Linked DNA regions of Zea mays: region 1 is linked to region 2. Evidence: chromatin contacts called from public Hi-C data. All regions are on one chromosome and are shown on one strand. The core of a region is the stretch at or near the end of the contact, and the rest is flanking DNA. Distances in the headings are between cores, read along the strand shown.

Region 1 (3,743 bases), core at 34-2,533, 190 kb before region 2:
GTAGAGGTGTATGGGGCCCGTACAACCCCGTGGCAGATGGGTAACATGATTGGTGGGTAAAGATGTGCATCCTCTGCAGAGTGTAAAACTGGTATATCAGTCATGCTCACAGTCATGATGTAACACCCAAATTGTAAATAATAAGGAATAAGTTGATCTCATTATATGTTTTGCCCTCTATTTATTAGCTCATGTGAACAACCACATTTAAAAAGAGTAATTAGCCAATGACACTTAAATAATCTATGCATCATGTTGAAGTTTATTTGTGTGTATTTGATAGCAATAAAAATAATATTAACAGAAATACATTAGTAGCCCAATTTGGATTTAAAGACCTAATTGGAATTCTAGAATTTGGAGAAAGAGAAGGAAAATACTATACAAAAAAGAGAAATAAATATACAAATACATAAAACCCTCGCATACTGGTGTGCTCAATTTGTACATTTAAAATGAGTACAAATTCACAATTAAATTTGAAATCCAAAAATAAAAATAAAAAGAAAAGCAAAAAGGAAAAAGAAAAGGGAAATTAAAAAGGAAAAAGGCGCGTGGGCCGAATTCATCAAGCCGGCCCAGTTACCTCCACGCTACTGCGACCCAGCCGGCTTCCGTGCGCCGACATGCGGGGCCCTGCGGTCAGCTGGACTTGTCGCCTGAACGTGATCACCACTGACTGGCGCACAGGCCCACACGTCAAGCAGCTCTACTGCTCTTCCCGGGCGCGTCGGCGCAACCTCCCCCACGAAATCCGCACACGCTTGCGCCCATCTCACCAACTATGACCGCGTGACCCGCCCGCCTATATAGCCAACCCGACCTCGCCGCTCTTGCCTCAATCCATACCGCGAGAAGGTCTCGGGAGCGATACCGAGGGAGAAGAGAGACCCGCCGCCGCCTTATTTACTCGGCATCACCGGAGCACGACCATTGGGTTGCCAGGGGTGCTAACTAAGACTGGTGGAACCGATTGGTGGGGTTTCGAGGCTCGGTGACCGACCGTGGAATACCCAATTGCTCACCGGAGTGCTCTACTCGCAGCAAAGCCGCTATTTGCCATGGGCAGCTCTCTGGGCATCAAATCCATCACAGGTGAGTCTCTAGTCGCATCCGCCACGTACGTAGCACCGTGGTATACCTGTTAATTTGGGGTTTAGGGGCTTGGGCACAATTCGGTCGTGATTGCCGGTGAATCTGCGTTGGGCGCCGTCGCCCTGCTCGGTTAGGGTTGAAGACGAGCTTGCATCCATCAGATTAGTAATGAACGGTCCGGATCTGATCTACACTCTAGACTAGCTAGAAGTGCCCTGGACCGTTGATCAAAGGACCGACGGAGTAGATCGAATGGGGAACAACGGTTAAAGGGAAAAAACAGCGTGGCATGTCCGATCGGGATCGAACGGACGGGGCTTACCATCGTACTTCATTAAATTGTGGTCGTAGATCTTAGATTCGAGGGTCATGTGTGTTTACCGGTTCGCATAGGATACCGATTTAATCAGGGATGCACATCTTCGATCCATCGGCCAGAACGCGATGATACTCCTTCACGGCGACAACTTTGCTAAAGAGCCCCTGGGAATTAACTAATCGACCCGCCGTCCAGACGGTGGGTATGGCGGTACAAATAGGTCCCTGAAAGTTACAGTTTAAACCCTATGCTCTCTGGAATTCATGGCCACAGTCCAATCAATTATTAATTAAATGAAAATATAATCAAAATGAATTCCTTATATAAAAGCAATTCGAGAATCGTATTTAATTCCTAGAAAATCCATTAACTCCTTTTTAATCCATTCCAGTTGCAATAATTTTGTATTAACATTATCTATCACCTGATAACTCTGTTTTAGCATGAAACCTAGGGTAAAATTATTCACTTGGTTAATTGTGTACCAAACACATAAAGACTTCGATTAATTTTTGTTCCTACGATCTCGTTGCGATGCGTAGAATATTATCATGCAGTATATTCCTCTGTTTGGTGTGTGTCACACTCGGTTTTGAAGGTAACCCGAATGCGAACCATGTACGTGTCAGGATAAAAAACTCACGTACATAGCGATTACATAATTGGACATCATCACACAATGCTCAAAGTAAATAGCGGAAAAGTACTTTATTACAACAAGATGTCCAAGACATCCACTGAGTCTATAACATAGTCATTAACATTAATATCGAAGTGCGGAAATACGAAACGTAGAAGATAAGGCCTTCACAGGCAGCTGGCTGGGGGTTTGCCACTAAGATAAACTAAAACTCATTGTAGTCCTGAAACTCTTCAAAGTCCTCCATGTTGCCAGCATCTCCTCCTGAGCACTGAGTACAATGGGGACAACCTGGAGTGGGGTGGTTTGTAAAGCAAGGGTGAGTACACATCAACGTACTCAGCAAATGTCCCGTTTGGCTAAAGTGGACTTGTTGTATGTGGAGTTAATGCTAAGCAGTTGGTTTTAGTTGGTCAAGTATTTATAACTATTAGTAGAGCCAAATTTTAGTAATACACCAAGTTATTACTCAAATGTACTCCCTCCAAGAGAAAATATCAGAGATCATAATTATACCATCATCATTAATCATCAACATAAAGTAACCAAAGTTCTTCTAATCAAAGAGGATACCAAGGCCGCTCTTAACCGTGAGCATGGCTGATATATCAGTTTCTAACACTCTACAGAGGTCACACACTTTACCCACAAGCCATGATTCCCATTCTGCCCGGAAAGAGCCAATCTCCATTGACCACTACCTAGGTGGCCTAGCACTGTATCACTACGTAGCCTTTACATAGATTTCCTAGAGGTCATAGCCGCCCGTTAGATTTCTCCGGTTTGATAAACACAGTACCTCTCCCCAAAGGAAGGGTGACTAACAAAACCAAATCAAGAACCTCTGCAACCAGCCTCGGTAGAGCAAGTACTGTGCCCGAACCCCATTGATGGCCCTACGATGAAGCCAACTACTCCTCTTGTTCCTCTAATTAATCAGCTAAGGGCATCCTATTCCACCCTCGTGGTTGCACTTTTATCCCCGGCGTCGCTCCCCAAACAGGTCCTTACGGAGAGGTACTCAGGAAAATGGCCTAAGTCCCCTAACGTATCACAAGAATATAATCGGGATAACATCATCGTATCATAAGTATTCACATCATGTTAATTGATTAAAGTAAAGAAATAGCATAAAGCTAACCATGATAACCCAAAAGGTAAACAAGGATAAGGTAAATACAGACTAGTCAATCCTTAGGTTTTCAATAATGTAATGAGGGACGATGAATTAAAAGTGAATGGGACATAATGGGTCAGAGGACACTTGCCTTCACCAGGTTCTTACTTAGGAAGATCTTCGGCAACACACTCAGGAACCACGGGCTGCTCGTTGTCTAAGTAAAGCGATCATACATTCAATACATTTGGAAAGTACAAATTAACAGCACATCTAACATGTACAATCAAGTGAACACAAGTATGATAAAACACTAAGAACATATAGGGTAGACTTAAATGCTAGGGTTTAATATAATTAGAGATCAGTGATTCCCTACATATTATAGACTATTTAGTTTAGTGCCACTAATTTTAGTGAGACACAAAATTATATCGGGGATCAATTCATGCACAACATTTTACTAATCTCACAAAATTACACATCTAAGTACCATTAACATTTCCTTTTTATTTATTTTCTTAAATAAATAAATCAACTTATAACCTAGCCTATAGCTTAGACAAAAAATT
Region 2 (3,794 bases), core at 263-2,762:
ACGCTTAACTTAGAAAATTACCTTTCGAAGACAGGAGACGCAAAGCCTTACTGGCATTCTTCAAAACTGCATTTGACCTTGGGACACGATTTTTCCTATGCTCCAAGAAATCAAGGGCATTCTTCACGTGTTGCGTTGAACGGACATCTTTCAGCAGAATAGTTTCAGGCCTGACCGACCAACAACTGGCATAAGTATAATTTCAGGACTTTATATTTGATGACAGGAACATTAAACATACCCATCAGTTTTCATTCTCTTCTTTCTCCTCTGGACCTTCTGCTTTACATTTTCTTCCTCGGAATCTGATGCGAAGGTTTGCCTGATAATGTGAGATGAAGACCAAATAACCCATGAAGTCCAAGCTAAAAACAAAGATTTTAACAAAACTTGGTAGAGCAAGAGACGTGCTCATACTTCTCACGAGCTGCTAGAATTTCAATTACACTAGTGGGGAGCATGCCAGGCATAGTATTTGTCTCCTCATGCTCCTCACTTTTTTTAGTATCTTCATCTTCTACTTCCTTTGGCGCCTTCTTATCTGGTTTAGAGGATGTTCTTCGTTGGGCCCAACGTTTCCTCCGTTCCTTTCCTTCCCGTGTTACTCTGCAAAGACATCCCACATGGCCATATGGCATTATTATCTGTGCGATACAAAAATCAGATAACAAACAAGTTATAGCACACTGATGGCCTCAAGAAAGCAAGATTCAAATTGGTAATCCATGAGTTACACAAAAAAAAGAGTTAAACCCACAAATCCATAACAGATATACCATTGGACTGGATGGCCACAGAACCACACCACGAGTCATACACAAAACTATATAAACATCTAAAACAAAGAAAGTGTAGAAGTTAAAAGACCTACATTTTGGGCACAAACATTACAAACAAACATGTACAAGGAGATAGTTTTTACTGATTATTGAGCATCTCAGAGTCATTTGGTTATGGTCCAAAAGAAAATTTGTAACGGCACTTGCATCTACTACAACAAAGAGAGCGAATAAGTGAGTTACAGCAGGGAATAAGGAATCTAGCATAGTGAACGAAGACAAACAGAAAAAAGAACAGATCAAAGTAGCACATTTTTGCGGCAGAATGTCCATCCAGTAATCAACTGTAAAGTAAGCATAAGAAACACACCTGAGAACACTGTCTTTCTCGACTTTACTGGTCTCTTCGTGCTTCGCAACACCCTAAAGACAATAACAAGGCAAATCACTCAGTATTTTCTACATATCTCAGCACGGAGTATGAGGCATGAAGAAGAAACAGGATGACCATCGTGATCTACTCTCGCGTAGCGTCGGGTCCTAGAGGGGAGAGGACTAACGCACCTGCACAGCAGTGAGCTCCTCGGGAGCGCCGTCGGAATCGCTTCCGCTGTCCATTTGAGGCGGCTCCTGTCCGTTTCCCCTCTTTATTTTCACCGGATGAGAGCGCCGGGACCTTCCGCTGGCTGTACCAGCCGCCGCCACCGGGAGGGTTTTAATCGTTTGCGGACACACAGAGGCAGAGAGGGGGCCGAAGCCTAGCTGGGTATATGTTGGGCTTTGCTAATTTTGTCGGCTCAACACACGCGGATTTGGGCCTGTTGGGCCTATTCTGTATGCGGCTCGACTGAACAACCTTCGGCCTTTGACACGCAGTGGAAGAGAGGAGACTGGAGACCTAGCTGGATAACCCAACTTTTTCCACCCGCCGGAACACTGGTAACCCTCACGCCGGCGCAGCCGCAGCCGAGGCGCCATGAACAACCTCCGGAAGCGCATGATCTCCCTTCTCCTCCGGGCACCTGGATCACCATACGTCCCTTGCCCCCACTTCTTCCCGCTCTTCTATCCCCACCGCCTCCTCTCCGCCACCAAATGCGTCGCTACAAAACCATTCGCCGTCGAGGACTACCTCGTCGCCACATGCGGCCTCACCCAAGCACAGGCCCTCAAGGCGTCGAAGCATGTCTCCCATCTGAAGGATCCCTCGAAAGCCGACGCGGTCGTCGCCTTCCTCTCCAACCTCGGCCTGTCCAGCGCCGAGATCACCGACGTCGTGACCAGGGACCCCAAAGTCCTCTGCTCCGACGTGGAGAGATCCCTCACCGCTCGCGTCGCCGAGCTCACCGACCTCGGGTTTTCACGTCCGGAGATCGTCCGCCTTCTCATCGTTGGCATGAACCACTTCCGCCATAGCTCGCTTCGCCTCAATCTTGAGTTTTGGATCTCGGTCTTTGGCTCTCTCGACGAGCTCATTCGGGCGCTCAGAATTAACGCCGCTCTCCTCAGCACAAGGATTGAGGAGGTCTGCAAGCCCAACTTGGAGCTCCTTCAAGAGTGTGGTATAAATGTTTCTGATATCTCCAACAGCTTCATGTCCCGTGTGCTCACCAGGGACCCTAAGAGCCTGCAGGAAGCTTTGGCTCGCCTTCATGAGTTCAGAATCCAGCCGGGCTCTCAACCTTTCTTCCGTGGGCTTTATACATTTGCAATCCTTGGCAGCGGGAAGATAACCAAGAGCATTCAGCTGTTTGAGAAGCTTGGATGGTCAAAGGACCATATAGTATCAGCGGTGAAGAGAGACCCGACTATATTGGGTTTCACCGAGGAGAGGGTTCGAAGAAACATGGAATTCTTGATCAGGGTTGTCGGATTGGAGGTACCATACATCGCACGAAGGCCAGCGCTGATAAATTATAGTATTGACCGTCGGTTGTTGCCACGGAATTGCTTGATCAATTTTCTCAGGGCAAAGGGGTTGTTCAATGACGAGGCTAGTTTCCTTTCTGTCGCCGCTATAGGCGATGAGAAATTTCGGCGCCGATACGTGCATCCTTACGAGGAGGATTTTCCAGGCCTTGCTGCTGCTTTTGCTTCTAGCTGTGCTGGAGAACACCAATGGGAACGGCTATATAAGATGACAGGCGAAAATAAAGAAAGCTGACAATTGTTCTGGAAAGTACAATCAGGAACCTGCTGCAAGCCTTGTTTTTCATCACCATGGTCAGTCGTTTTGAAATCTAATTTTCTAGCATTTTGCTGCTGGCTACTGGCTTAGGTGTTATTAAATGTTTGATTAGTGGTATGGTATATTTCTTTCACTAGGTTCTATCTTGCTGCCTCCCTTCTGAGAAAGAGCTTCTCATGTGATGGCATCGTTACAAGTTTATTTATTAACTTGCAAGGATTATCTCAAGTTTTAGCCCAACTTTATTCCTGTGCTTCAGGAAGATTATTACGTTGGTGGTCTACTTCCCACCATGTTTTTTGTACCACAATCTATGAGCTCTCGAACACCAGGAACGGGTTTTTTTATTCCAAATTCTTCAGTCGACAATTGGTTTACTTGAGTGATCCTGGAAATGGAATTTTAGTCCTGCTAAGCACAATGGTACTTCGATGGGCTACGCTGCTTTTCTTGACATCGTATTTGGATGAATTTAGTTGCCTCCAAAATGGAATTAGTAAGTTGTTAATAGCTTCTCGCCCAGACAGGAACCATCAGACCCTAAAGAAGCTGTCCACACAGCCACAGGAGTTTCAAGCTTCAATTGAAATAGACATTACCTATATTTTGAGGGAGGCGCAGCCCAGACCTTTCTATCTGTATGTATTCTCTTCTGTGGGCGGCTTGGAAGAGGGGTTGCAGATACTGTTCAGCGTTCACTCACATCCATAAGATGCAGTTTTGTGCCCATAGGCCGTAGGGCTTGGAAGAGGGGTTGCAGATACTGTTCAGCGTTCACTCACATCCATAAGATGCAGTTTTGTGCCCATAAGTCACCTAGGTATTAA

Evidence for each region. Hi-C and Micro-C count contacts between places; a contact is called where the count stands out from the background.
Region 1: a contact with region 2 is called in a Hi-C map of tassel, with 2.1 times the contacts expected there. The contact joins the enhancer-like site here to the promoter of LOC100276302 in region 2. A contact is called at or near these places in 2 of 25 Hi-C or Micro-C datasets (ear and tassel).

Annotation. Positions count from the first base shown.
Region 1 is chr5:99,613,076-99,616,818 of Zm-B73-REFERENCE-NAM-5.0, reverse strand. No RefSeq gene overlaps it. Among protein-coding and RNA genes, the nearest start is that of LOC100192848, 120 kb to the left of the region's middle. Within about 2 kb of position 1,283, at least 20 of the 20 cell types and tissues checked have an H3K27ac peak or open chromatin away from gene starts, as enhancers often do. A contact at or near this core is called in ear and tassel, where this site is marked.
Region 2 is chr5:99,422,264-99,426,057 of Zm-B73-REFERENCE-NAM-5.0, reverse strand. LOC100276302 reads right to left here and starts at 1,512. Exons shown (of 5, transcript NM_001150125.3): 1 at 1,344-1,512; 2 at 1,150-1,202; 3 at 418-606; 4 at 242-322; 5 at 1-170. The coding sequence starts at 1,397. The coding sequence ends at 5. It overlaps LOC100275501, which reads left to right and starts at 1,707. Exons shown (of 2, transcript NR_175981.1): 1 at 1,707-3,002; 2 at 3,105-3,479.